Regions from separate parts of the Mus musculus genome. Here all the other regions are linked to region 3. The links are chromatin contacts, called in public Hi-C, HiChIP or PLAC-seq, capture Hi-C and promoter capture Hi-C maps. All regions are on one chromosome and are shown on one strand. The core of a region is the stretch at or near the end of the contact, and the rest is flanking DNA. Distances in the headings are between cores, read along the strand shown.

Evidence for each region. Promoter capture Hi-C pulls out the DNA fragments that hold promoters and counts their contacts. A called contact is a pair of places that touch in the nucleus more often than the background predicts. HiChIP or PLAC-seq counts read pairs in DNA pulled down with a chosen protein or histone mark. Capture Hi-C pulls out chosen DNA fragments and counts their contacts.
Region 1: a promoter capture Hi-C map of hematopoietic stem and progenitor cells shows a contact between it and region 3, with 5 times the contacts expected there. The contact joins the enhancer-like site here to the promoter of Ptger4 in region 3. A contact is called at or near these places in 5 of 39 promoter capture datasets (embryonic stem cells, hematopoietic stem and progenitor cells, hippocampal neurons and 1 more), 2 of 115 datasets of contacts at active chromatin or transcription factors (embryonic forebrain and memory CD8 T cells) and 1 of 9 other capture datasets (embryonic stem cells).
Region 2: a capture Hi-C map of embryonic stem cells shows a contact between it and region 3, with 4 times the contacts expected there. The contact joins the promoter of Lifr here to the promoter of Ptger4 in region 3. A contact is called at or near these places in 1 of 39 promoter capture datasets (hippocampal neurons) and 1 of 9 other capture datasets (embryonic stem cells).
Region 4: a contact with region 3 is called in a Hi-C map of CD8 T cells, with 9 times the contacts expected there. The contact joins the promoter of Rictor here to the promoter of Ptger4 in region 3. A contact is called at or near these places in 17 of 39 promoter capture datasets (the 3T3-L1 cell line, 3T3-L1-derived adipocytes, the HPC-7 cell line and 13 more), 13 of 484 Hi-C or Micro-C datasets (CD4 T cells, CD8 T cells, LSK cells and 8 more), 15 of 115 datasets of contacts at active chromatin or transcription factors (DN3 thymocytes, the SCID.adh cell line, T-cell acute lymphoblastic leukemia and 12 more) and 4 of 9 other capture datasets (adipose tissue, embryonic stem cells, liver and 1 more).
Region 5: an H3K27ac HiChIP or PLAC-seq map of extraembryonic endoderm stem cells shows a contact between it and region 3, with 12 times the contacts expected there. The contact joins the promoter of Ghr here to the promoter of Ptger4 in region 3. A contact is called at or near these places in 1 of 39 promoter capture datasets (hippocampal neurons) and 3 of 115 datasets of contacts at active chromatin or transcription factors (extraembryonic endoderm stem cells, microglia and stem cell-derived neural progenitor cells).
Region 6: a FOXA1 HiChIP or PLAC-seq map of pancreatic cancer cells shows a contact between it and region 3. The contact joins the enhancer-like site here to the promoter of Ptger4 in region 3. A contact is called at or near these places in 3 of 39 promoter capture datasets (embryonic stem cells, hippocampal neurons and liver), 1 of 484 Hi-C or Micro-C datasets (cortical neurons) and 1 of 115 datasets of contacts at active chromatin or transcription factors (pancreatic cancer cells).
Region 7: a contact with region 3 is called in an H3K27ac HiChIP or PLAC-seq map of bone marrow-derived dendritic cells, with 4 times the contacts expected there. The contact joins the enhancer-like site here to the promoter of Ptger4 in region 3. A contact is called at or near these places in 3 of 39 promoter capture datasets (cranial neural crest, hippocampal neurons and liver), 1 of 484 Hi-C or Micro-C datasets (CD4 T cells) and 10 of 115 datasets of contacts at active chromatin or transcription factors (T-cell acute lymphoblastic leukemia, astrocytes, bone marrow-derived dendritic cells and 7 more).

Annotation. Positions count from the first base shown.
Region 1 is chr15:6,518,215-6,522,371 of GRCm38.p6, reverse strand. No RefSeq gene overlaps it. Among named protein-coding and RNA genes, the nearest start is that of Fyb, 60 kb to the left of the region's middle. Within about 2 kb of position 2,806, at least 21 of the 459 cell types and tissues checked have an H3K27ac peak or open chromatin away from gene starts, as enhancers often do. A contact at or near this core is called in hematopoietic stem and progenitor cells, where this site is marked.
Region 2 is chr15:7,127,440-7,131,274 of GRCm38.p6, reverse strand. It overlaps Lifr (LIF receptor alpha), which reads right to left and starts at 1,703. Exons shown (of 20, transcript NM_001358593.1): 1 at 1,449-1,703.
Region 3 is chr15:5,241,859-5,245,480 of GRCm38.p6, reverse strand. Ptger4 (prostaglandin E receptor 4 (subtype EP4)) reads left to right here and starts at 1,294. Exons shown (of 3, transcript NM_008965.2): 1 at 1,294-1,798; 2 at 2,286-3,220. The coding sequence starts at 1,783.
Region 4 is chr15:6,707,006-6,710,953 of GRCm38.p6, reverse strand. It overlaps Rictor (RPTOR independent companion of MTOR, complex 2), which reads right to left and starts at 2,573. Exons shown (of 38, transcript NM_030168.3): 1 at 2,503-2,573; 2 at 2,274-2,321. The coding sequence starts at 2,551.
Region 5 is chr15:3,581,977-3,586,014 of GRCm38.p6, reverse strand. Ghr (growth hormone receptor) reads left to right here and starts at 2,663. Exons shown (of 11, transcript NM_010284.3): 1 at 2,663-3,015. RefSeq lists a cis regulatory region at 2,473-2,607 and promoters at 2,743-2,927, 1,454-2,927.
Region 6 is chr15:7,211,335-7,215,195 of GRCm38.p6, reverse strand. It overlaps Egflam (EGF-like, fibronectin type III and laminin G domains), which reads left to right. Exons shown (of 22, transcript NM_178748.6): 20 at 2,982-3,065. Among named protein-coding and RNA genes, the nearest start is that of Lifr, 84 kb to the right of the region's middle. Within about 2 kb of position 1,320, at least 28 of the 459 cell types and tissues checked have an H3K27ac peak or open chromatin away from gene starts, as enhancers often do. A contact at or near this core is called in pancreatic cancer cells, where this site is marked.
Region 7 is chr15:6,599,525-6,603,529 of GRCm38.p6, reverse strand. All of the region lies in intron 1 of Fyb (FYN binding protein), which reads right to left. Among named protein-coding and RNA genes, the nearest start is that of Fyb, 22 kb to the right of the region's middle. Within about 2 kb of position 1,984, at least 93 of the 459 cell types and tissues checked have an H3K27ac peak or open chromatin away from gene starts, as enhancers often do. A contact at or near this core is called in T-cell acute lymphoblastic leukemia, bone marrow-derived dendritic cells, double positive thymocytes and 2 more, where this site is marked.

The DNA.
Region 1 (4,157 bases), core at 1,557-4,056, 1.3 Mb before region 3:
TGTTTTGTTCTATACTCTTGGTTCCCAAGGTTTCAGACTAGAACACATACCACTTGAGTAAACAAACAAACAAACAAACAAACAAAGACAAAACAAAAAAACAAAAAAAACCCAAAACAAAACTATAAAAATTTTTTAAAAATAAAAGTATCTTGAGCACTTAATGGACAACTCTAATATATTAGAACCCATGCCGTGGAATTTAAGTGGCAGAAATATTCATTAAGTTTATCGCAGAATGCCATTCATTTCATTCAGAAAACATAGTGAATGTGACTTTAAGCGATGTGTTTGCTAATTGTGGAGTATTCCTCGTAAGTACCAAGTGCTTCCATTGCCCAAATTGCTAAAAACATATATTTTAGACTAGATGTAGTTCACTGGATTTTATTTCATTCTCAGATCTCATTCTCCCCAGTCAGCCACTCTAAATATATCCTAGTATGTATTTAGCTCATTTATTTTGAGTGTAGTGTTTGCTATCAAAGTGAGTTTAAGGGCAAAGGTCATTTTCAGTTCCACAGCATAGAAAGCCAGCTGAATTCTGGGCTCTGGGGTATCGGGTTCTAGCTCTTCTGTTAGGTTCCAGGGTGTTTATTTAGCATAGGGACATCGAGTTTCTGACCTGGACACTGAGCTGATTTTAGTTACTACCATGTCCATACAAAATGAAGCCTTAAAGAGAAAATATGTTCCCCATTATTTGTTTCTTAAAATGAAAATATTTCTAAGAAATTAGAAATAGAGATAGCATCATTGTTGAGGCAAGGGAGCAAGACATGACTGAGAAGCCAGGTCAAGGGACAGAATAGAGTCTGGTGATTGTCCTACCATCTTTAGGTATTATAAAGAGGGGTGGAGCTTAAGGTGTGGTTCTAATCTAGGAGGGTCATCACCATCTGGAAACTTCATGGTCTCTGATGCCCAATAACAACTCATGGATGCAGGAGAACGTTCAGGGCAAAGCAGAGTTATGGAAAGCAGGCGTTTAGACATGACACATTTGGACACAAAGGCATTGAGACGGAACCATCAGAAGCATTCTGTTGGAATGGAGATTAGCACAGTGCAGGTACTGGTCAGAGTTGAAAACAGTAGTCCACAGCTAGGCTGTACACCAGACTCACGTGGGAAGCTTTAAAAACACACCACTATGCAAACGTCACCTCAGCCTCTAAACCAGGCACTCTTGGGTTGAAACCTGGACATCAGGACTTGTTTAAATCTCCCAGGTAAGTCCAAAGCTTTTGGATAAGTTTTCACCATGTGCTACAGGATGGCTTATTCTTACTTCACCATTCCCTCTATACCCCAAACTGAATGAAACTTATATGGTAATCAGAAATTTAGCAATCACTTGTTAAACATTTAGCCAGTGAGATAAGCACTGTCATTTCAGTCCTTTGACTTCCATTTGAGCCTGTGCTTATCTCTAAATGCAGGCCGAGGTCCGTTTCTGTTGCTACTGAAGTTTTAAGACACTTTAACTAAGACAGGAAAGGCAAAGGGTTGTATTTTCCGATTCTAAAAATTCAATATGTTTCTATTTTTATTTTTTGGAACATGGGGAGATACGTGAAGCATTGTAGCTTGCAATGATGGGAAACACAGGGAAACACTTCCTGTGAAGTTAGTTAGATCCACCAGACTCTGAGCGACATGATAAGACAGGAAACATATGAAGACACTAGAGATGTGCGCCAGTGTCATGGGATCATCTTCAAGAGACAAAGTTGCATTTTCAAATGATAAAGTTGTGTTTCAGCCTCAGCTCTAAAAATGTCCCTCCTTCTAGCAGGGAGGAGTCGCTTAGGGAATGCAAAGTGTCGATAATTCATCAAACCGTGCTCCCTTTCCGATTTGCATTGCAGGAAATATTTTTTTGCTTAGGCAAAAGAGAAATGAGCCTGAGGTTCCAGCGGTCGCTATAGTAACCACATGGAAATGGTGAGGCCTAGGTATACTGGGCTGTGAAAAGAAACTAACTGAATGTCAAAAAAAAAAAATCAATTTACAAGTGGAGGAAGAAGCAGTGACAACATTTAAGTAATACCAGTGATCATGTTTTCAAAACACTCTTAACGTTTCACCAATTATATCATCAAAGGAGCATGGTGCTCAACACTAATAGTGTGGAAGATCTGAGAGGGGAGAGCTAAGGATGGCGGGCGTCACCTCTTCTTGGACGCCTCCTCAGTTACTCACTCCCCTCCCTTTCTCCGGGTCTCGCTACCATGCCCCAGATGACGCTTCCTCAGTGTATTTCTTTTATGGCTTTCCAATGACGTCACACGGGTTGGCTTAGGCTGCTCACCAGATTCTCACCTCCTTCAGTAAGAATTAATCTTCACACTCCGCCCTACCCCCAACCCCAGATCATAAATTCATTTTTTAAAAAGACCTGTTTGGGCTCATAGGTTCTTTTTGAATCTGATTAAGATAGCATATGGCTTTGAATGCGAATACTGCGTGCGCATGCCACCCCACAAAGGCCATGGTGGGAGGAGATTGCTCAGCTAAAACAGAACCGCTGCTGCTGCTTGATGCCAAATCAAAATCAGGCTTGGTTAGAGACCTGACTCCCCACTCCCACCCCCACCCCACCAGCACGGTCAGCTAAAAAAGCCTTATTTTATAAACTTGTGCCTTTTGATTCACATGCATTCGGACTGTGCCAGCAAAAGGCAACTCAGACTCCGGAAGCAGATTCGTAAGAGTTCAAGGATATCCTAAGGCTACTGCTTGGTCAGATATGGAACAGGCAGGAAGAGGGAAAGCCAGAAGAGGTGTGGTTAAGGAAGTTGGGTACCGGAGAGTGGGTACTTCCTTAATTAGACCAATTCTCTTCTACTTTTTCTTTTAAAAACATGAGCCTGTTTGTTCGTTTGTTTTGTTTTTGTTGTTGTTTTTGCCCTCTTAATTTTTTAGGAAAGCAAATTGTAGTTTAGAACATAAAGAATCTGGGAACTGGAGACATAGCTGAGCAGGTAAATGTGACTGTTGATTTTTCAGAGGACCCTGAGATTGTTTTCCAGCACCCAAGGAGGGTGACTTACAACACCTATAACTAGGTCTCCAGGAGAACCTGGAGCTTTTGACCCCCACAGCCACTTACATTCATGTGAATATGCTCACATGTGCACACACATATGTTTATAATTCAAAATAATAAAAATAAAGTTGTTCAGGGGTGGAAGAGATGGCTCAGCAGTGAAGGGCAATTGTTGCTTTTGCAGAGGACTTGGGGCTAGCCTCCACACGGCTACTTTTGCAGAGGACTTCGGGCTAGCCTCCACATGGCTACTTTTGCAGAGGACTTCGGGCTAGCCTCCACATGGCTACTTTTGCAGAGGACTTCGGGCTAGCCTCCACATGGCTACTTTTGCAGAGGGCTTCGGGCTAGCCTCCACATGGCTACTTTTGCAGAGGACTTCGGGCTAGCCTCCACATGGCTACTTTTGCAGAGGACTTCGGGCTAGCCTCCACATGGCTACTTTTGCAGAGGACTTGGGCCTCCACATGGCTACTCACAACCATCTGTAGCTCCAGTTGCAGGGGATCTCGTACCCTCTCTGATCTCCGAGGGTATCAGCAGGCATGTGGTATGCGGACAAACACTTATGTGCATAAAATTTTTTAAAAAGTCTTTAAAAATGTTTTAAAACATCAAGGATCTGGAAGAAAGGATTTTCTTGGCTTTCAGTGACAAATGAGCTCACCCTTTGGTCAAAGAAGGGTTCTTAATATGTTTCAATTGGAAGAGAAAGTTATGTTTAAACTCCAGAAGGGCAAGGAATGGCTATTCCTCCTGAGTGAACCCAGGTGACTGTTTGCTGTATATACTATAACCATGCTATAGCAGGAGTGAGGAAAAGCAGCCCAGATCTAAGCAGTCTTTCATCATCCCAACTAACATGGAGAGCAAAACGACAAAGGCCACAGCTTAGCCTTGAATCCCGTAGTCTCTGGTTTGCTGTTGGGCTTCTCATTCATGTCTTACCCTTTCCTTGGTACTTGGGGACTTGAATCTCTGTGGGTCTGTTGTGTACTTTGTTTCTTACTTCTTGGGTCCGTGCCTATTCTCAAATACACAATATAAGAGTAATCTCTCTGTCACCCTTTGTATCCTTTACCCCGCTGAAGAAATGAACTGATTT
Region 2 (3,835 bases), core at 454-2,953, 1.9 Mb before region 3:
AACCAGTGGATTTTCTCTAATGTGAAGAGGTGCCCCACAAATTAATATGGTAACGTCTTCACACCATCACTACACTATTCCTAACACAGTCCCCCCAAAAATGAGTCTTCCGTAGCAAAAGTTTTTAAAACTCAGGAAATAATTCATTTGGTTTTAAAAGCACAGTCCTCGGTCCTCATTCCCCAGAGGAGACTCCAAGTCTCCACTCACTGGAGCAGAGCAGCCTGTGATCTCACCTCTCACAAGGCAAACACACCTCAGCTCAACTCTGGCCTGAGAGCAAACAGCAGCTCCGGCCTCCTTGACAATACGCCTCCTATTGAAACTGAGCTTAAGGTTCCTCATGGATGCCTCCAAATGAACACAGTTTCCACCTGGTTGGAAGAAGGAAAGTCAGGGAGAGAAAGAAAAGAGCACAGTCCAGTGTTTTTTAAAAGCACAGGCTATGCTGAGATTTGCTTCCCTCTGCCAGTCTCACCCGAGGAGCCTCTGCTCCTAGTGGAGTATGACTTCAGATCTGTGTCAAGATAATCCTGCAAGGGGAGGGGACGGCATCAGTTGCAATAAACAAATGCTTTAGTTTTTCACTGGGGGCGGTGCTTTAAATATAACGTGGGCACCGCTTTTGAACTCCTGACTAACGTAAAGTCAGGTCAACTCTAAGCAAATATTATTTGCTGGGTTAAATATGCAAGGGAAGGCATTGGATGGCAAAGTTTAAACTGAAAGTTCTGCTGAAAAACCCACTTTAAAGAAACAAAGTAAACGCAAAGAATGCATGTAACTGTCAGTCAGTAACAGCGCACGTGTCCTTTCAGTATCTGACTGCATTAAACACAGCTACAGAAAGGGACCCAAAGATAACCCTAGTGTAAACGAAAGATTCGTGTGTCTTGGCAGCTGAAGTGGGGGCTAGAATCACATAACTCAAGCTCCTGTGTAAGTTCACAACACTTGCTGTGCAGTTTTCTGTGCGTCTGGGTCCACGATCTCAGCTTTGTGCTTTAGACAACACATCCGGAAAGCCATCCATTAGGAAGCCTAACTTTGCTTGCCTACACTTTAACTTGGGAGTTTAATAAGTTTAGCGCCTTCGGACACAAGCACCTAGAACTACAGACAGGTCAGTCAAATGCACCATCAAAACAGAAAGGACGAGGAACTACTTTTCTGAAGCGCTGAGGTTTAGGGGCAGGAAACCATCTGGCAGGTCGCAGCTCCGAATGGGGAATTAAAGGTCCTGCCCATCCCCCTGGTAACCTCTGGCCTTGGAACTCAGTGCCCTTCGCGCCGCACAAGTTTCCCGCGGTGTAGCCCGCGTGGGCGCGGGCTGCAGGGTTGACCCCTCGGCTGGCACGGACGGCGTGAGCCCGAGTGGCGTTGCCCCAGAGCCGGGGACGCGCCCCCCGCACGCGCTCCGGGCTGCCGCGCCGCGCCCCCGCACTCACCAGCCGCTCCCGCGCCGCTATCTTGCCATCCCAGTCGGCCGCCGCCCCGGGGCAGCCCGGACCCTGCAGCACAGGACTGCAGTCCTGAAGGAGCAGTCCGGTGGTAGCAGCCGCCGTCCTGGCGCCCCTGTCCCCTTGCAGGCCGGCTCTAGCGGCCACCGACGACCGGCCGCCGCTGCCTTCTCCCAACCCCGCGAGCCACCGCAGCGCCAGGCGACGATAACGGCCGCGGCCACTGCCGAGACGCTCCGGCGCAGACTGCGCGCCCGGAGGCGGCGCCTGCGAGGAGCTCGGCGGGGGGCGCAGCACCCAGGCCCCGCCCAGGCCCCGCCCCGCGCGCCCCCGCAGCCTTCTCCGCCGTCCCTGCCGCGCGCACGGGGACGCGGGCCCGCGGGCCCGCGAGGCCGCGCGTGAGTCGGAGCCTCTGGGTCGCGCGCGGGCCCGGCGCCCAGGGAGGTGCCTCTGCCGAGACTCCGGTCGCGCGGCCAGCCTTGCAAGGTCACCGAGCGGCGGGCGAGAGCGCAGCGGCCCTGCGGGTGCAAAGCCTCCGGAAAGGCCAGCGGAGCCCAGGCGGCCCTGCGGGAAGCAGCGCGGCTCCCAAACCGCTGTCATTGCACTTTGCAAGCCGTGCGCGGAGGAGGAAACTCGTGTCGCCCCGAAAAGGCACACGGACGCCAATTACTGCGGGTTTTTTTTTTTTTCCTTTCTTTCTTTCTGATTTTGTGCATTACCTAAACTGCCCCCAAGCCGGGGCGCTGCCACTCAGTTCCCCTACTTTCTTGGTGAGGGGACCTCTCAGCTCCTGAGGGCCTGCGGGGGCAACTGAGAACATCCTGGAGCCATCTAGTCGTGCCTCTGAGGCGTGTTGGGCTTATTTGTGCAGAGAAGAAACGGATCCCTTAATGGGGTGAGATTTTTCCTCCGTGCATTGTTCCCATTTCCGCAGTTTCACTTGGCCTCGGTGTTCCTTCCAGAGTAATGCACCAAATGAAATTGGTAGGAGTGTTTTATGGCGCAGAGTCGTGGTTTGAAGATGTTTACGCTCTGTGCCGGACGCGTTTGATGGTGTTCTCTTTAGCACAATTAATTTTGCAAAGTTCAGAAATGTGCCAGACGGAGCCACTGGCACGCAGTCACATGGCTGTGCAGACACACCTTCCATAGGGAGCCGCTTGTTTGTTTTCAGATGTGATTTATCTGGTGCGCCAGGGCCAAGGAGTTTGTGAGGGACCTTTGACTGAAATTCTAGACTTTAGAATCTACAGCAATTTGCAAATCGGCAGGATGAAGCTTATTTTCTAAAATAAATATCCCCCGTTAATAATGTAACTCCAAAATGGGCAACAAGACACCTGAAAATATACTGCATGAAAAAATAAATTCTTAATAACATCTTTCAAAATAAAGTCACTAAGAGTATCCTAGTGACCAACTCCACTAAAGTGCATATTTTGAACATGAAGTGCCTCCTGCTGTCCATGACTGTTTCTGGACTGTGCTGAACCCGCCCCCATTTAAGTTGGACCATATTGCTTTTCCTTTATCCCCATTCTTTCCCACAACTTGAGAGACTTGGTATTCATATTGCAGTATTCTGTCTTTTCTATTAGACACAGCACCTATGGCTCACAGAGCTTTTAGGAGCTAACAAAAGTATTTTCATTTGTTTTCAGGTCAGAAGAAAAAAATAGATTCAAGTGTTTTAATGTAGAATAATATTGCTATCTTTGTACCTAAGGTAAACAAAATAAGAATGTTTAATGTTTAATAACTAAAGAGACTCATACATATCTAGAGTTCATGAAAAGCATGGCACAGCCTCGTTGTCCAGGACCTAGCATCCTTTTGCATGGAAAAAAATAGATAAGTAAACCTCAGACAAGACAACCACATGATTTTCACCTTGCATAGAACGCTGGCCCCTGTGGCCTTGCTCTCTTGATATGAATTTACTATTTAATCCTTATAACACACCTGTGAACTGAGTTCTGTTCCCACATGTAGGAACAGATACAAATTTCGTGGGGCCTGAAGTTTGTGCAGTTTGGGTGGCCCTCTTAAAAGAGCAAACAAAACAAAACAAATGAGAATATCCAACACGGTCCAGAACCACTCAGCACCTGGGGGAACAAAGAGGCCGGGCAGCCAGAAAGAGGCCTCTGTCTCAGCCATAGTGGCTAAGTTACCTTACCTTACAAATTGTACAAAGCACACATGGTCGTATAAACATACTGCCTAGGTTTTCTCGTATAGGGACGGAGAAAAGCTATCTGGAAGTTTGCCATCACAGAAAAACCCGCTTTGTATGTACCCATTCCACAGGCAAGAGTTTGGGAAATTCGTCACAAGTTGTTTGTTGAAATCTGTAACACTTTCATGATTCTGTG
Region 3 (3,622 bases), core at 45-2,544:
TTGCTGAGAATTGAACTCAGGACCTCTGGAAGAGCAGTCAGTGCTCTTAACTGCCGAGCCATCTCTCCAGCCCCCATAAATAACAGTAGAGGCATACCTACTTGTTTCACACAAGATTCAAGCCACCTAGTTACCCGGTTAGATGCTAAGCATGGAGTGAGGTTTTTGTAAGAAGTTGAATTGTTCAGAAAACCATACTACAGTCTCATTGTGTAGTTTTTAAAGGATCTGGTGACAGGGTTTTAATTGCCCCCTGGTGTTTTCCGATCTTAAATTCTGTTTTTTAGGAGAATAGTTGATAATTAAGAAATGATTGTTCCTCATCAAAGAAGAAGCCGAACAAACTATAAACCAAAGAATAGGGAAAGGCAAATAGACCTTTTCCGAGTTAACAAAGAGGCAACGCCTGGAAATTCGTTAATTTGCTTGAATTTCAAACCCCTCTCATCCCGCAGGTGAAGATGGCTAGCAGAAACTGAACAGGAAAGCACTTGTTTCAGCCTTCCTGAGGAAGAATGCTCTCTCTCTACAGTTAAACAGTCCCCCTCAACTAAATCTCAGGTGTGCCTGTGGGCCACAGGTCTCCAAAGAAAGCCCTAAACTCTGCCATCTAAGTGAGAAGTTGCAGTTCCGTGTTGCTCGCCTTCCTCCCCGCCTCCGCTTTGGTGCCCTATTGAGCGCAGCTAGGGCACTGCCAAGTAACTCCTTTTATGGTGAGAGGATGGATTCTTAGTCGCCTCCCCGCCCAAGCCTGGTACCTACTCACCGTGCCTCTGCCAAGTCCCACCCGGAGCTCTCGGGCGTACACACCCACGGACAACCACACACCCACTTTTCCTCTCCGCTCTGTGGCTCCCGGGTAGAGCCCTAAAGCAATTGTCCCGACATCTCAAGACCCACATGTTTGATCTGTGGGTGGAAGATGCGAGAATTTAACCACTCTAACCCGCAGAGCAATGTAGACCAGACACAGGTCCCAGCATCATTCCCGCTAAATGCCCAGCTTGGGAGTGGCGAAGCTCGAGCTGGCGTTTCCTGGGGACTCGATCTGGGGGGTTTCGGTACCTTCGAGGGAGGGAAGGCACTGAAGCTGCACCCGCAGCCGGGTGGCACCCCCGCAGGTCCCTCCAGACCTCCGCAGCTCTCCGCCCCGCCCTCCATCACCGGGCTCCTAGGCGGTGCTAGAGGAGGTCTCGCCCCGCCCCCTTTCCAGATCAGCCAATGGAAGCCCGGGCCGCGCTATGACTGTCTCCGCCCCCTCCGGGGAAACTTGCGGGAGGAGAAAAGTTTGTTCAGAGGCTGGAGACGCCGAGAGCGAAGCTCGAAACCCGGCAGCGGGAGAGGAAGATGAACGGCCTCAGGTCAGAGCCCCAGGCCCAGTGGACCCCGTGCCGCCCCCAGAGCCCAAGGAGCGGCCTCAGCGGCAGCCGCCTTCTCCGGTAGCTGTCCGTTCAGCCCGCTGCTGGGGAGGAGGGAGCCCGGACCTACGCTCTGTTCCACCTGCACGCGTGGCGGCGACACACCTGGACGCTGACCTCCCGCACTAGACCTGCGCGGGCCCTGCAAAGCTGAGACTCGCCTTTGAAAGGAGGAGGCGTTAGTAAATCAAACAAGAAACCCCAGACTGGTCTTCACCGACCCATCCCGCTAGCCTCTCTGGCTTTCCAAGCTTTTTTGAAAGCAAGATACTCTGACCTCAGTTCCGGAAAGTTGGCAGCCACCGAGCCCCGGTTCCGAGACAGCAAAAGCTTGACAAGTTCCGCACTGCGTGGGAAGAGACTGATGGCTGAGGTTGGAGGTAGGTCCTGAACATCTGAGGCCTGAGCCTTGGGCACACCGGGCTCCTAACCCCACCCTACAGGTAAGTCGGGATGGAGGTCTTTGCGTGTTCAGGCGCTCTTCCGGGAAACCAAAGAACAGAATGTCCCATAGTGTCCCAAAATGTCCATAACTTCTTTCGATGAGCATTTTATCCATTCTGTGGGGAATATCACTAGGGAGTCACTTTTCCCTTGAGAAGGGTCTTGCTCATCTCGGCGAGGGAATGAGCTGATTATGGAGCGGTGGGGGTGGGGATAGGCGGGAAATAAATATATTAATGTCAGCAGAGCGGTGCTCTTGACAGAACGGATCCAGACCTTGGGAATTTAAGTAGTCACAGTTAATGAGTAGCTACCGATGAGGAAGTTGGATCTGGGTGCTCTCCTTATCTCTGCGACACAGCATTTTGGCCATGGGTCGAACACCTTGCAAGTGGTAAATGGCTCGTTTCTCTTTCTCTCTAGGTACCATTCCTAGATCGAACCGTGAGCTCCAACGCTGTGTGTTACTAACCACCACCATCATGTCCATCCCCGGAGTCAACGCGTCCTTCTCCTCCACTCCGGAGAGGCTGAACAGCCCGGTGACCATTCCCGCAGTGATGTTCATCTTCGGGGTGGTGGGCAACCTGGTGGCCATCGTAGTATTGTGCAAGTCGCGCAAGGAGCAGAAAGAGACGACCTTTTACACTCTAGTATGTGGGCTGGCTGTCACTGACCTTCTGGGCACCTTGTTGGTAAGCCCGGTGACCATCGCCACATACATGAAGGGCCAGTGGCCCGGAGACCAGGCACTGTGTGACTATAGCACCTTCATCCTACTTTTCTTCGGTCTGTCGGGTCTCAGCATCATCTGTGCCATGAGCATCGAGCGCTACCTGGCCATCAACCACGCCTACTTCTACAGCCACTACGTGGACAAGCGGCTGGCCGGCCTCACACTCTTCGCCATCTATGCATCTAACGTGCTGTTCTGCGCGCTGCCCAACATGGGCCTGGGCAGATCCGAGCGGCAGTACCCGGGCACCTGGTGCTTCATCGACTGGACCACCAACGTAACGGCCTACGCCGCCTTCTCTTACATGTACGCCGGCTTCAGCTCCTTCCTCATCCTTGCCACCGTGCTCTGCAACGTGCTGGTGTGCGGCGCGCTGCTCCGCATGCACCGCCAGTTCATGCGCCGCACCTCGTTGGGCACGGAGCAGCACCATGCGGCTGCCGCCGCCGCGGTAGCTTCGGTGGCCTGTCGGGGCCACGCTGGGGCCTCCCCAGCCCTGCAGCGCCTCAGCGACTTTCGCCGCCGCAGGAGTTTCCGGCGCATCGCGGGTGCGGAGATCCAGATGGTCATCTTACTCATCGCCACCTCTCTGGTGGTGCTCATCTGCTCCATTCCGCTCGTGGTAAGTGTTTGGGGCCTGAGACCCACTGGGCCTCTCTCCTGCATCCATCCGCCTCCACGCTCCCCTCCTTTTCCCTGATTCCTTTGGGGGGGGGGGAGGTGGGCAGAGTTTTCTCCAGTTCTGAGCTGGGACCACTTCAAGGCTTCTCTGAGCAAACCCAGGTTTTCCTTCTAAGTCCTGACCTTAAAGAGACTCAGGAGGTGATTCCCCGCCCCCAGGTCCCCTGAGGTTCTTTCCCCGAAAGCAAAAGTTCTGAGGTCCCCTGGACAACCCCCTGTGCCCCCTCCCCTGCCAGGTTCCCCTTATTGCCCTGTTTTGCTTTGCATCTTCCCTGAACCTTCAGGCGGGATCAGTTAGATGGGGGGAGGGGACAACTCACTTGCGTTACTTACTCTAGCGCTC
Region 4 (3,948 bases), core at 1,324-3,823, 1.5 Mb before region 3:
GCTGTGATATGCATGGATGTCCCTTTTACAAATCACTATGACCACGGTTGTCCACCTACACAGCAGACTTCACAAAACAATCTGCACACTGCCTTAGCATGATGTGAAACAAAAATCTGGTGGCTCAAACTTTACATTTTTCCGTACTGGAATCTAATCTACAAGCAGCTGCAACCCATCTGCGCCGTGGGTCTCAAATCATTACTAAAGTTCAATTCCTCGTGGACTTTCTTCATGTGTGATCCACATGCCTTCAAACAATGAAATGTTTGTTCAAGTAACACTTTCTCTAATCAACTGTCTCCCTATATATGAATCTAACTCCTAACTTTTTCCTTCTAAGCTTCCTTATGATTGAGGCCTACAGTTCTCCTGTAACCTCTCTCTGTTGTGCATTGCTTTTGCAATCAGGTCAACTGGCTGTGAATACTTATTTGCAACACTAGTACGTTTTATCCCGGCAAGCAAACATAACATTGTCTAAGCATTTTACGTAACCCTAGAAACAGCTGCTCATCACATAGCCGTTTAAGTCAAGTCTTAGAGAACTGATGATTTTCAATCGTACCCACTGATTTGTCTTCCCGAGTTCCTATTGAAGTGAGGCAAGTTTCATATAAGCTTGTATATAAGCTTTTCTACCATCCCAAATTCTGACAGCCTCCACAAAAATATATAAAGAAGATTAACAAAATCCCACATCTGAACAGGTTTATACTGTAGGTACTAGGCTCTAGTTAACCAAGAGGTATCTTCACACAGTTTCTCCGTTACCAATTAAATCAGTGGCGAACTACATGGTTAGAAAAGCACGATGCAAAATCTCAGGTCTGAATTATGATACTCAGAACCGCTGTCTGGAAAACCTACTTTGTATACATTTTTCAGGTATATATTAAGTTTACAAATTTGAAAAAAAAAAACAACTAAAGCTTGACCTTTTTTCTATAGTGTTTCTGAAAGCTGGTTAATGGTAAGAGTGTTCCAGATCACTGATGTAGTCGCCATCTCTAGGACTGACACACCACTGCACTGGATCTTTAAAGAGGTTCCCCTTTGAAAGGGCTCCTTTACTCAAAACAGCTTCCTAAACTATCAGAACCAAATGCTAAACAACAAACACGTGTTCATGAAACTAAATCAAAACTAGTCTTTCAGTCTACACAGAAGGATTCTTACAATACAAAAACCGAAACAGAACTGAATTACGCAGTCAATACAGAGATGGGTCCCCCAAATCCCACATCCACCAAATAACTTTATACGACGGTCACTACATACAGGGTGGGTGGGGGAACCAAATTCATGTCGTATATACAATGTTTACGACTGTTCTTGTCTTGTTTTAACGTCCTAAGGTGTTTCACGGATCTCAAAAAGTGATTCCGTAACAGCAGAACTAGTTAAGTTACACTCCACTCCAGCGCTGTGGAGTCGGACCGTCCGGAATCTGTAGACCCAACTCCTGTTTAAGGAGGCAGAGAACGGACTGATGCTTCGGCGAGATACTGGGAGATGAAACACCAGCCCGGGGGCCGGTGACCGAAGCAAGAAAATACCGATCGTTCGCCGGGTGCGGTTCTTAAAAACAAAACACACGCGGGGCTCGCCCTGCTGGGAAAGGTGTAAACAAACCCAGCTCTCCTCCACTGCAGCCACAAGGTACACAATGAAGCGGCGGCCGAGTGAGGGGGCGGGCGGTCTCCAGCCAACTACAGCCCCAGCGGGCCCGGGAGACGGGAAGCGAGCAGCAGGGAGCTGCGGCGTGAACCAGACACTTAGCAGTCATCACGGGCTCTCCGGGTTCTCAAAAAGCTGCGGGGACCCCCCCCACCCCACCCAAGAGGATCCCACGGGCAGGGAAGAGCAGTCCCGCAGTGAGCAAGAAGCCGGCAGGGTCCAGCATCTGCTCTTGGGGGGAACGGGGAGGGCAGGATGTGGTCGCTCTTCCCACAAACATCCTCCAGCAACCTAAATAACAACCTCTACCTTGCTCCCCCACCCACCCCGTCCAAGGCCGCCCCCGGGATCCGGAGGTGGGGGGACCCGGGAGCGGACGGAGGGGGGACACACACGCGACCGAGCCGGCCGGGGAGCTCCGCAGCCGCCCGAGGCCCCGGAGCGGGCTCAGCCCCCCGGGCAACCCGGGCCACCCGGGCGCGGGGCAGGGGGATGGGCGCGGGCTCGGCCCCTCGCTGCCCCGCGCGGCTCGCCTGCCAGCCCGCCCGCCCGGCTGCCCGCGCCTCCCCGGCGGCCGCGGCGGCCCGCGTTACCTCGGGTCAGATCGAGCGGGACGTTCTCCTCGCCGCTGTCATTCCGCCCTGTGCGAGACAAGACACACAACCCCAGTTAGAATCCATCGCAGGCCGGCGGCGCCCGACGCCCCGCTCGTCTTCCCCGTCCAACCTCACCCCACCCCATCCCCAGGCCCGGAGCAAAGCCGAGCGCCGCGACCCGTGACCCGCACCGGGTGAGGCGAGCGAGGGCGGCGAGCGGGCTTACCTCGTATTCGGAGGTTCTTCAGAGAGCGGCCGCGGCCGATCGCCGCCATATTGACGGGTTTCAGTCACAACACCGGAAACCTCGCCCGATCGCGCGAGAACCCCCTTCCCCTCCCCGCGCGCCGTTCCCGCCCCCTCCGCCCCCCTCCCGCGGCAGCGCCCCCGCCCCTCGGCACGGAGGCTCGCCCGCGGGCGCCGAGCAACGCGCCGCCGCCTGTGCCGACCCGCATTGGGCGGTGGGATGCGACCCCCGGCGGGGGGACACGGGCAGGGCGTCGGGGCGCAGGCGTGGTGGGAGGCGCAGTTCCCACGGGGGGGGGGGGCGCCCATTGATGTGGCCCGGGACTCTGGGCGCGCGCGCGGCGGAGGTCGGGATGCGGGCGGGCCACCTGCTGGCCCGCCCCGCCGCACTCCCCGCGTGGCTTTAAAGCCCGTTTCCTTACTCATCGGCTAAAATTGTTACCATTATTTTTATTATTATTATTAAAAGAGAGGGTGGGGTCCGGGAAAAAGGCGCGCGGCGCACAGTTAGGAATGTCGCTTTGATCCTTTTCCCAGAACCGCGGCGCCCCGAGTGAACACGTAACAAAGTTTGTTTTCCACCCACGCTCTGACCATTGAGCTAAGCGGCTTCGCGCTTGATCACAGGCAAAGCCGCTCGCCGCCGCCGCCGAGAGCTGGGCGGCAGGGCGGAGGTTTGCTTTCGGTCCGCCGGGCATCCGACGTGCAAGGAGTGCAGAAAGCGGGCGTGCAGGGCGCTCGCCCGAGCGCGGGACTCTTTCCCCGGCGCGCGCCAGCGCCTGGAGGCCCGGGACAGGGTTTCCTCTCCCGGAGCCCGGGGAGGAGGCTGGGCGCCTCGTCCTGGCTTTCTGTTACTCCTACATCACTGGCTGATGCCGATGTCGAGGATCGATGTTTTTAATGCGGACTAGTCACAAGGATTAGTTTACGGGTTTCTAGAAGCGGGTTAGTACGCACTCATTTGGCCCTTAACCCAGCAACTCTCTTAAGCTAGATTACTTTAATGAGAGGATATTTTGTCTCCTCCTATTCCTCACCTCTCTCTTCCAGACTTAAAAGTCCAAAGTGGAGATCTTGCCTTAACCACTTAGTTTTTAGTACAGACGTCAAAAACGAGTATCTGTTAGTGTAAACCTTCAGCTCCTTTTGTTCTAATAATGTTCTAAATAATAATAATGTTCTCACTAAAAAAAAAAAAAAAAAAGCAAACCAAAACCTCTCTAAAATCAAAAAGAAAAATAAAAAAATATTAGAAAGACTCTCCGTGTTAATAATAGTGAGCAATTGTAGACTTGAAAGCCCAAAGGTAGAAATTATGCAAATGTAATTTAAAATGACTTTGTTGATCCAGTATATTAACAGAGTGGTATTAAGTAAGCAATTACAGATTTCCTTTACTCATAAATGCTTGAAATACATATAAAAT
Region 5 (4,038 bases), core at 1,414-3,913, 1.7 Mb after region 3:
TTTTGCGGGTGCTAGGGACTCAGGTCCTAGGACTTGAACAGCAGTACCGTAGTCACTGAAGCATCTCTCCACCCCTGGTTTATTTTGACTTGGAGGTGAAGAAGATGCACCCATCATGTGGTGAGGACAGGCTGCAGAAGAGCAGAGCAGCTGAGCAGTGTGTGTCCACAGTCCGGAAGCAAAGAGAAAAGAATGCTATCATTTAGTTCCTTTTCCCCTTTTCTTTCAGCCTAGGCTCTTAATCCTTGCAAAGGTGCTGTCTGCCTCAGTGAACCCAATCTAGGAAGTCTCACGAAATGCCCAGATGTTTGTCTCCCAGGAGATGCTAGACCCTGCCAAGTTACATCACAGCCCTTTTCTTTAATCTCCTACAGAATCCAGTGTATCTTTTCATATGCTGTCTACGCATGGTCACATTTCTGTCTAGAGAAATCTGCTTCCATGTCTAACAGAGTGGATGCTGCAGTTGAAGCCAGAGCAACATGAGGACAGGCTTTTGTTTAAGCACGGCCTTGAAACCGCCTTGGAGCATGATCAGAATGTAGAAAAATTTTCCACAAGTCCATCTGGTCCTTCCTAGTCTAGGTTCTAGATCAAGAAACTAGACTAGGTAGCTTGATGAAGCTTCTTTGGGCTTGGAGAGAGGAGAAAGAGGAGTGAGCACAGAGGGGACGGAAGGAGATCGGTCGACACTGTCAGAATCCAAGGTGCACCAGAATCCAAGGAAGGTCACCTCCGAGAGAGTAGAATAAGCATGTGAGGACTGACAGGTCTCCATGCCTGTCAGTACTGCCCTTTCAGCCAGCTTGGCAAGCACAGACCACCCAACAGGAGTTTTGCCTGACCTCATGGTTTCCTTTTTCGGGTTTCTCTATCTGAACAACTCTCCCTTTAAAAGTTCCAGAGACAGTAAGCACCCCTACTGCTTCATCCTAACATGGAAAGCAAGGGATTGAGGGAGATTGTCTTAGAGAAAGCCTGCCTGTGACACAGGACTGGTTCAAGGACAGTAACCAGACCACCCCCAATGCCTGACTGGCAGAGTCACGATCCATATCATCTCCAGAATCTCTTCCCCTTTCCGTATGCTAGATGCATAAGAGACAGCTGAGACACAGCTGGGCTCATGAGAAAAGATGCTGAGAATGTTTCCAATTGCACGGTTACTTTGAAAACAGAAGTTCCAAAGAGTTTGGTCCTCTGTTTCTCCGTTTCTACCCCATCCATCACCTTAGTGTGGAATTGCTTATTTTATTCTTTTGCAGTGCTTAAACGTTTTACTGTGACTCTGGGTCTGAAAGCTAGTGAAAAGAGGGGGTGGGGGTCCTTTTTAAAGCTGAGGCTGTTAGGAAGGTTAAAGATAAGTGAGCTTACAACTAGCTGTCAGAACAAAGCAAACAGTAAAAAGACCACATGACCAGTTGCTCCACCAGATACAAGACAGCTAGACAGCCCCGGGGCTGGACTTTTGTACCTTTGTACTCTATGCCTGGAGAAGAGAGTGGTGAAGCCGTCTGGTGCTTCGTGACAATACTTACACAGCACTCTGACTTTAAGAAGTGCTTTGACAACTCCCATCTTGGTTAATTTTTTTTTTTCAACAAAATGGACCTAGGTAGCAAGAGCCTGTTGTCTGATAGACAAACTGTGTCTTTCTCTAGGTCACAAACAAGGACAAACCTCAGGCTGGACCTTATTCGTGCCTTCCCTGCAGACCTGTGTTCCGTACTAACATAGCTCTCTTCAAACAAACATGCATTCTTGGTAAATTACCTACTTTGTCTCCACTTTTTTTATTTTAACCTCTCGGATTGGAATGTCTTTAATGTCCCAGTGAGCAGGAGTTTGAAAATTGGAACCAACTAGACAGATAAAAGCCTAGTACACCCCGGCATAGTCTTACAAGAAGTGGATGCTCACAGTCAGCTATTGGATGGATCACAGGGCCCCCAATGGAGGAGCTAGAGAAAGTATCCAAGGAGCTAAAGAGATCTACAACCCTGTCGGTGGAACAACATTATGAACTAACCAGTACCCCGGAGCTCTTGACTCTAGCTGCAAATGTATCAAAAGATGACCTAGTCGGCCATCACTGGAAAGAGAGGCCCATTGGACATGCAAACTGTATATGCCCCAATACAGGGGAACGCCAGGGCCAAAAAAAAAATGAGAATGGGTGGGTAGGGAAGTGGGGGGGAAGGGTATGGGGGACTTTTGGGATAGCATTGGAAATGTAATTGAGGAAAATATGTAATAAAATATTTTAAAAAATAAAAATAAAAAAAATGGAAAAAAAAAAAAGCCTAGTAGACTCATCACACTTCCCAAGGCTACTTCTTCCTGTACCTGCAGGAGGTGCACTGCTCTCTTTGAACTTACAGCCTGTTCTTGAGGACTTCTAGATACTGCCTTCTTTGGGGGAACCCGATGGGTGGAGAGGAGGGAAGTCTCCCGCAACTACCAATATTTTCCTCTAGGAGGAGCCCTGCCGCCCAATTGAGAGCGACACGCACCAACTCGCAACTCCTCGCCAGAAAGCTTCATCCCAGCCCTGCGGACTGAGTAGCGGGGGCGGCGTTCAGCCTCCCCGCAGCGGCCCCGGAGCTAGCTGCCCTCAGCTCCCGCTGCCCTTCCCCTAGGCAGCCTGGATCCCCGAGGCGGCGGCGGGTCCCTCGCAGAGCCGAACGCCAGCCGCCTTTTCCCACCCCTCCCCTCTCTTCCTCTCCCCTCCCCTCCCCTCCTCCCTTCCCGTTTCACCCCGCCCCCTTCCTCCTCCCCAAGCCTGACAACCCACGAGCTGCCAAGCAGGGCGCAGCCATGGGAAGAGGAGGCGGTCTAGGGAGCGGCGGCACTGGCAGAGGCGGCTGCTACAGCGGCGGTGGCGGCGACGGCTGTTACTGAACCCCGGCAGCCGCGGGGATCCCGGGCTGGGTCCACGCGGGCCTGAGGCCTCGGCTCCAGCAGCCCCCAAGCGGACACGAACCCGCGTTCTGTCTCCCGAGGCGAAACTCCGAGGTACTGGAGGGGAGTTCTTATTTCCCTCACATTGTGCCAGGAGACCTGGGAGTAGACCCGGGCATGCCAACTGCTTGTGAAAAATTGGGGTCACTTTTATGTATTTGCCCCGATAATTTTATTTTATTTTATTTTATTTTATTTTATTTTATTTTATTTTATTTTATTTTATTTTATTTTGATGAGTTTAGAGTGGGTTGTATTCCCTTCTCAAAAGTTGTTTTCTGCTGATGGGTTGGTGTAACCCGATCCTCCGTGTCCTGGAGAAGTGTGTGTGTGTGTGTGTGTGTGTGTGTGTGTGTGTGTGTGCGCGCGCGCGCCTGTGTGTGTGTGTGTGTGTGTAAGTTGTTCTTGGTGCTGAGTGAAGCTGAAAGTTGATGTGGGCGACAAGGAATGGGGGGCAGCAAGCGAACTGTCCCAGCCTGGAGCCTGCTCCAACCAGGTTGTGAGATGCAAGGAGAGGTTTCTTCCTAAGACTGTTTTCTTGGTCTTAAAAGTTTCGCGAGTGTGTTTGTCACCATCAGCCTGCTAACCTGGAGCAAGGACTGTGGAAGCTGCTGCTGCTGTCTGAAGCGAGCTCCTGGTTGGGTGTGATGGCCTGAGGGACTCCGGAGGGTGGGTTGTGAAGCACGCGACCCCCGCAGCGCTCTGCCTTTGCGCAGTCTGTGCAGGCTGCAGCTGCAAGCTGGAAGCAGAGGAGCTGGAGTCAGAGTCACCGACGCCAGAGCCTCCATGAACTGGGGTGAGTGGAAATTGTGGCAAGCCAAACTGTCCCGGCGCTGGACACACTCGTGGTTATGAAATCAACCAGGCTCAAAGTTCTGATAGAACTGCAGAGTCTTGAGAGCTGAGCGGGTGAGTCGGGTCACGTCTGGAGAGAGAGAGGGAGAGAGCTGGCTGCAAGCAGTGGTTGTAACATGGGACTATCCGCTTGTGGGTGCGTGGGGAAATCTATTTCTGGGCAAGGACTTTATATATAGCACCGGGGAGTACGTCTGCTGGGACCAGGGTGCAGGTTTCCGT
Region 6 (3,861 bases), core at 71-2,570, 2.0 Mb before region 3:
TTCAAGTAAGAGAGCCAACGGCTGCAGAAAACAATGAAGCCCACCCTTGTTTCACCTGGTTCTAATACAATGAAAATGTTTCAGTCACAGGAACACAGACTGCCACACTCAGGTGTGGCTCCCTACAGTTACACATAGGTCACCTGACTGCAGGACCTGGGCATTCCTGACATGTTAGTTACATGTTTATCACCTTGGGTTCATGTCGCCACAGGGCTGCGCTCCCAGAGGAGACCTCAGGAAGTTAACTTGTCAACCTCCTGAGTAAGATTCACCAAATCCCACAATTTTGGCATGGTAGCATTATTTATGTATGCCCTACTGTGTCCTGTGTTCGTCAACTGTCTCTATAGTCTTGCAGGGAAAGCGTCTTGCCCGTATTTGAGAGAATTAGGCAAATCATCTTAGGTCATGGAGCTGGTAAAGTTGACAAGACTGAGGATCTGGGCAGGTCTGTAGAATGTGAATATCCATGCTCTGCCAACCATGTTATTTGGCTCAGCCAAGCCACATGCAGTGAGTTAACTAACCCCTCAGCTCTGCTTCTGCTTCATGGTCATTCCCCACACCTATTTACACTCTGTGTGTGTGTGTGTGTGTGTGTGTGTGTGTGTGTGTGTGTGTGCGTGCGTGTGTGTGCGTGTGTGTGTGTGTGCGCGCGCGCGCGTGTGTGTGTGTGTGTGTGTGTGTGTGTGTGTGTGCGTGTGTGTGTGTGTGTGTGTGTGTGCGCGTGTGTGTGTGTGTGTGTGTGTGTGTGTGTGTGTGTGTGCGCGCGCGCGCGCACGTGCCATAGTGCACAGGTGGAGATTAGAGGAATAACTTATGGGAGCCAGTTCTGTCCTTCCACCATGAGGGTCTTGGGGCTTGAACCCTGGCTGCCATGATTCCTGGAAAGCATCCTTAGCCTCTAAACAATCACTCAGCCCAGGTTCATTCTTTTCTGTAAAAAGCATTTGGCTCGCACATAAAGAATTCTCCAAATCCCTATCTTCAGGCTATTTTTTCATAGGAGACACTTGCTGTAGGAATATGTGCTATAAAACGGTATAGATTTTAGGGTCTGGTGGCAGCCTTGTCCCTTGGTTTGCCAAGATCTCACAGCTTCTATCCTCGGTTCAGTGCTGTGGCTGTGTTGTTTCTGTGGGTCTCTGTTAGGAAATGAACGAGCTGTAGAACTTTCTCTGGGAAAACTAAATGCTTTCTATTCTCAACAGCCTTCCTCTCCCCCCCCTGCCCCCCACAGTGTGTACACACCTCTCTTCCCACAATGAGGACAAAGCTGCCCCTGTGGGCCCCTCTCTCTGGATGTTTGAGCACATGGTCTGATTGTGTTATCCAGGGAAGGTTAGGCAATTGGCCCCCTGCCCAGGTTGGAGTAGTCACTCACTAAATATTTGCTGGATTGAATCAAATTAAAATCATGGAATGAGCTGTGAGTGCCTGGAGAGGGCTATTTCTCCTGGGAAGCACACCCATGACTTCTGAGTCCTTGAGGATGTCAAAGTATCTGGGAATTGAGATGGACAAGGTAGGTCTGATATTAAAGGGGGGGTAGAGAATACATGAAACTCAATTTTATATCTCACCTCTGTGATTTCAAGCAAATTCTCTTCATCTCTAGAGTTCAGCTTACTCTACAATACTGGGTTCCTTCCTTCCTTCCTTCCTTCCTTCCTTCCTTCCTTCCTTCCTTCCTTCCTTCCTTCCCTCCTCCCTCCCTCTCCCCTCCCCCTCCCCTCCTCTCTCTCTCTCTCTCTCTCTCTCTCTCTCTCTCTCTCTCTCTCTCTCTCTCTCTCTCTCTTTCTTAACATGAAAGTGCTTAGTACTTTCCCAGGAGTTCTGTAATAAATTATCATGAAATTTATAACATTAAAAAAAAAAATCAATGTTTGGCCAAGTGTGGTGGTGCACGCCTTTAATCCTAGCACTTGGGGGGATTGTGGCAGGTGAGCCTCTGTGAGTTCGAGGCCAGCCTGATCTACAAAGTGAGATCCAGGACAGCCAGGGCTGTTACACAGAGAAACCCTGTCTCAAACAAAAAAAAACCAACAAAACATATAAACACCCTACAAGCCCCCACCCCAAAATCAATGTTTGTACAGTTCTGGAGACTAGAAATACAAAATTCAATATGTCACCAGAACTGCTTCCTTGGCAGGACCAAGGGGGTTCTGTTGGTGTTTCTGGCGCTGAGTGGCAGTCTTCCTGTTTCTAGCTAATAGATGGATACATAGTTTCAGTCTTTGCTTTCATCATCACAGATCATTTCCCCCCATGTGTCTCTGTGTTCAGATTTTTTCCATACAATGGTATCGGTCATACTGATGGAATGTCCCTCTAACCCACTGTGGCTTCGTCTTAACTAACTACACCAGACCCTCTTTCCAAACACGGCCATATTCCAAGGTTCATGGTGGGCAGGAATCTCAGAGAAATGCTGTGCAAAGTGGTGCAGATGATAAGGTCTTCTCATTGATTCCAGTGCTGTAGCTACAATGCTTCCATACGTGTGCCTGGATCACCTTGGCGGCCTTACACTGTGAAGTGAGGCCATCACAAAAAGGCACCTGCCCTGTGATTCTACTTAATTGGGTATCTGGAGTAGTCGAAGCTAACGAGTAGAACAGTGGTGTTCAGGGCTTGGGGGAGAGTGGGGCTAGAACTATGCAGTATCTATTTTGCAAGATGGAAGTATCCTAAATGTTAGTGACATATGGATATTCTTAATAGTCCTGAAAGGTACACATAAAATGACTTAGATGGTAAAGTATAATGCTTACCCTACCACATCTGCAAATGTAAAATGCCATTCATTCGTGTACTAAGCTGGAAAGTGACCACCTTCTGTGCCAGCCTGGTTACCTGGGTTAAGGACATTACACCCTGGGTGATCTTGGACAGCGACAGCCTTTGCAAATGGGCAGCCCCCTGCATCTTTGTGTTTCATCGTTTCTTTCCGGGTTTGTCCCTAACACCTTTAGCTACAACCTGGGCAGTGGCGTGGCTTCCATCATGGTGAACGGTTCCTTCAGCGATGGCCGGTGGCACCGAGTCAAGGCTGTCAGGTGAGCATCTACAGAAAGGGAGACGGAGCCAGGTACAAGGAAACAGATGTGTGTCCAGCTTTCTTTCAGCCTTACTGCCCTCGAACTCGCCTTTTTCCTGGCAGTCTCATATTGCCACCAAAGCCCACACCCTTGACTGATCAGTGGGCAGAAAATGAACCCCTACATTAGCTCTGAATGGAAGCAGATGTATGCTGAGCACACACACACACACACTGCCACCGTATATCCATCTTCCCCACCCTTTCCCTTGGCCCTCTTTGTCCCCTTAGACAATCTTACTTCTACTTCCATATCATATGTACATATATGATTTTATTTATCTGTAATTAAAGAGACCACCCAAGAGAAAAAGAAACATAAACATATATTCATCTCTGCAAGACAAGAGATTTGGTTTGATTAATATGATTCTATCCAGGAGCATACATTTTCTAAAAATATATAATTTTTGTTCTTTCTTTCTTTCTTTCTGGCTGGAAAAAAATACATATCACATTTTCTCTAACCACTGTGTGGTTGCCTGTACTAGGTTGCTTCTGTAACTTAGCTACAGTTATTATTATTGTGATGCTTTTGAACAGCACTGAGACAGGCATTGAGGAGCAAGTATCCTGTGACATGTACGGTTAGAGTCTTCGGGGTTTTATCAAGGAGTAAGTAGTACAGCTGGAACATTAGACTTATTGAGGTATCTCCATATTAATTCCCACAGTGGCTAAACTAGTTTACATCCCTACCTGCAGTCTATAAGGGTTCCCTTTGGTCCACATTGTTGCCAGTATTTATTGTTATA
Region 7 (4,005 bases), core at 735-3,234, 1.4 Mb before region 3:
AGGGTTGCTTTTAGTGGGCTTATTTTGGGGTTGGTAACTGCTCCTAGCTTGCTTGCGCTCTCTCTCTCTCTCTCTCTCTCTCTCCCTCCCTCCCTCCCTCCCTCTCTCTCTTTCTCTCTCTCTCTCTCTTTCTTTCTTTCTTTCTTTCTTTCTTTCTTTCTTCACTTTTTAAAAAAGATTTATTTTATGTATATGAGTACACTGTCAATGTCTTCAAACACACCAGAAGAGGGCATCAGATCCCATTATAGGTAGTGAGCCACCATGTGGTTGCTGGGAATTAAACTCAGGACCCTCTGGAAGAGCAGTCGGTGCTCTTAACCCCTGAGCCCTCTCTCCAGCTCACTCCTAGCTTTTGATGACAAGAGTTCAGGAATCTAAATTCCCGCAGTGGACAAAGTTATGATTTATAAAGAATAGAGCGTGCCCACTACATCAGTGGCTGTCTAGGACAGTGGGCAATTCCTTTTGTGTAAAAGATGCAGAGGCATGGAGCGAAGCAGGGGACAGATCAGTTTACTTCAAATGCTGTGTCCCTTGTGTCAGAGCTCACCCTGCCCCCACCCCCACAGTTGTATGTTCACACTTGTCTTAGGAGAATCTTAAGTTGTTTCAACATCTTTCCTAAGAACAGTCACATAGGGAGATATGCTGCCGCTTCTGATATTGGCGCCATTCTCATAGGCAAATCTAGAGTTTTAACTCAACTAAATATCTCAGAACCCACAGCTCCCATCACCACAGCTAGTCTTCACCTGATGCCAGTTATCACGAGGGGCATAACATTAGATACACCAGTCTTCACCATGGTAAACAGTATTTGCTTCTCAGAACAATCCCAAATTATGGGGAAGGAAACACAGATTGTATGCAACGTTAGAGTTTTTCAGAAATGAGGCTTGCTGTTAAAGTTAAAAGTAAAACTAAGAGGAGCAACACAGCTTCCTGATTTTCTATTTCAAGATGTCTCTCCTGTTATAGTCTTTCTGTTTGCCTTCTCAAGCCCATTTTAACCTAGGTTGCTGAAGGAACAACACATGGGTGAAACCAGGAACAGGTTTCACCTCAAGAGGCAGGCATCGGATCTGAAAGGCAAGAGGCTCCCCTAATTCCAAAGTATCTATCTGCACATATGTACATAGCACTTCTGACTTGAAAGATAGAGTCTACCTCTAAACCTTTGGTCCAGACAATAGAGGAATGTAGCTATTTGATGGCTACTGTAATTTCCAGGCAGTCTGGATGCATACTTACACTTTTCAGCCCATTTTGAATTTAGCAACATTACACCAGGCCCTGAAGGCCGAGGCTCGACACCTGCCTAGTCTTCTGTGGGCTGTGGCTAACCTAGCTAAGTTGTTGCTACATGTTTACTATGTGCTCGGCTCACGCAGGGAGGCTTCTCTTTCCTTAGGGGAACTCACAAGCCTAGGAGGTCTGTAGCCTACCATCTTCTCAAGAACAGAGAGTTAGTTCAGAGAGACTCCTTGGTGGAAGTCTAACTCAACTTGCTCCTTTTGAAAATGAGAAGGTGATTGAAGAAGTTACTTGGTCCAATATCTTCTGAAATTGATATGATTCGGCCCAGAATGGAATCTCTCTTGATGTTAAACCCAATTGCATTTTCCAGTTTGACTGCAGTAGGCTGATTAGATCCTGTCTGGCTGATCATTTTCAATTACAGATTGTAATATTATACATATTACGGATCGCTATAGAATTAGGGCATCCTTTAGGAAGAAACTTTTAATTTTCCGCCCAGCGAGTTTACAAACTTTACACTTGCTTGACTTCATGTTTTGAATGTGAACTGTGATATTTGATAGAATTCAATTTCGAACTTCAAATCTGGAATATTCTTCAGTGTGAGCTTGGTGATCTTGAGCTTGGCAGAGCGTGTGCACACGCCTTACCACATCAAGTGATCAGCAACCCTGCAGAGTTCTCAGAGACTGCAACAATGGCCACTTCCTACTTTACTCTGTGACATATTTCTGAAAAGTCGTTCTTAGCTTCCCCATCTCAAGCACACTCGAGATTAACAACAGAGAATACAAGCTCCTTTTACTTCCTTTTACGTTTCCACTCTGATCAGTCAGAGGGCTCTCCTAGCAAATGCAAGTCACTTGTCCCTGCTGAACTTGAACTGTAACCATTATCCACCAGTCTGTTTTTTCTCACCTGTTACTAACCCTAGGGTTAGTTCTGAGGGAGACTGGTCCCACTGAGGTAATTTTTAGAGAGGGAGACAAAAACAAAATAATCAAACTAACAAACAAAGAAACTGAACCAAAATAGAAACATTCTATAAGAATTGTGATTGGGAAATCCCTGCAGACTGTCCTCTCACTCTGATCCTTCTAGGTCTCAGTTCAGTCACGGTTTTGGTTTTCTGAGATGAGGTCTCCTATATTCTAGGTATTCTGGATTTGCGTTGTAGCCCAGGCTAGCACTGACCCCACAAGACCTGCCTGCTTTAGGCTTCCATAGGTATGCACCACCACACTGGATCCCTCAGTTGTGTCTTTATAATAAAAAGACAATCTTAGCTTATCCTGGGGCTTTCCAAATATGTTTTACTTATAGAACTTTTTTTTTTTTGCACAAAATCTTTCAAAAACTTGTTTTACTTTTGTGTGTGGGTGTTTTGACTGCATGTACGTATGCACACTGCATGCATGTCAGATGCCTGTGGAAGTCAGGAGAGGCCATAGACTCCTCGGGAACTGCAGTTACTATTGGTTAGGAGCCACCAGGTTTCCTAAGAATCAAACCTAGATCCTCTGCAATAGCACGTGCTCTAAATTGTTGAGCTCTGTCTTTAGCCCCTTCTGCAAAAATCCTAATTCTGAGATAAGGACTAATGTTGAGTGTATATTACATGTCTTACAGCATCTTAATAACTTATAGAGATGGGGTTTTTAAAGGAGCAGGTATTGCAATATAAACCTAGACTCCACCCAAAGGCCTGGGGTGTAGTCTGAGTGCTGCTTTTGACTCAGTCATTGGTTGGATAAATCACATGATCTTCCAGCCTTGGTATTTGCTGCAAAGTAGAGAGAATCAGAATCGTCTGTGGCACAAAAGAACTCACTTGAGATGCACTCACAGGTAAGTGGATATAGCCCAGAAACCTAGAATACCCAAGATACAACTTCCAAAACACAAGAAAATCAAGAAGGAAGTCCAATGTGTGGATACTTCATTCCTTCTTAGAACAGGGAACAAAATACCCATGGAAGGAGTTACAGAGAAAAAGTTTGGAGCTGAGACAAAAGGATGGACCATCTAGAGAGTGCCTACCCGGGGATCCATCCCATAATCAGCCACCAAATGCAGACACTATTGCATATGCCAACAAGATTTTGCTGAAAGGACCTAATATAGCTGTCTCTTGTGAGGCTATGCCAGAGCCTGGCAAATATAGAAGTGGATGCTTACAGTAATCTATTGGATGGAACAAAGGGCCCCCAATGGAGGAGCTAGAGAAAGTACCCAAGGAGTTGAAGGGGTCTGCAACCCTATAGGTGGAACAACAATATGAACTAACCAGTAACCCCAGAGCTCGTGTCTCTAGCTGCATATATAGTAGAAGATGGCCCAGTCGGCCATCATTGGGAAGAGAGGCCACTTGGTCTTGCAAACTTTATATGCCTCAATACAGGGGAACGCCAGGGCCAAGAAATGAGAATGGGTGAGTAGGGGAGCAGGGCAGTGGGGAGGGTATAGGGGACTTTCGGGATATCATTTGAAATGTAAATGAAGAAAATACCTAATTAAAAAATTGAAAAAAAAATTAACTGCAACCAAAAAAAAAAAAAAAAAAAAAAAAGGATAGCCTGTGGTATAGTGTGGATAGCCTGTGGTATAGTGTGGGTGTGGGTGGTGCAGAAGACAAAGATTGGTTGTGGACTCTCCAGATACAGTGGAAGTAGTGAGCGATGGTTTTACCTGTACCGACATAAAGATAGGCAGGAAGCGTGGCCATTGTATGTCTTGTAAAAA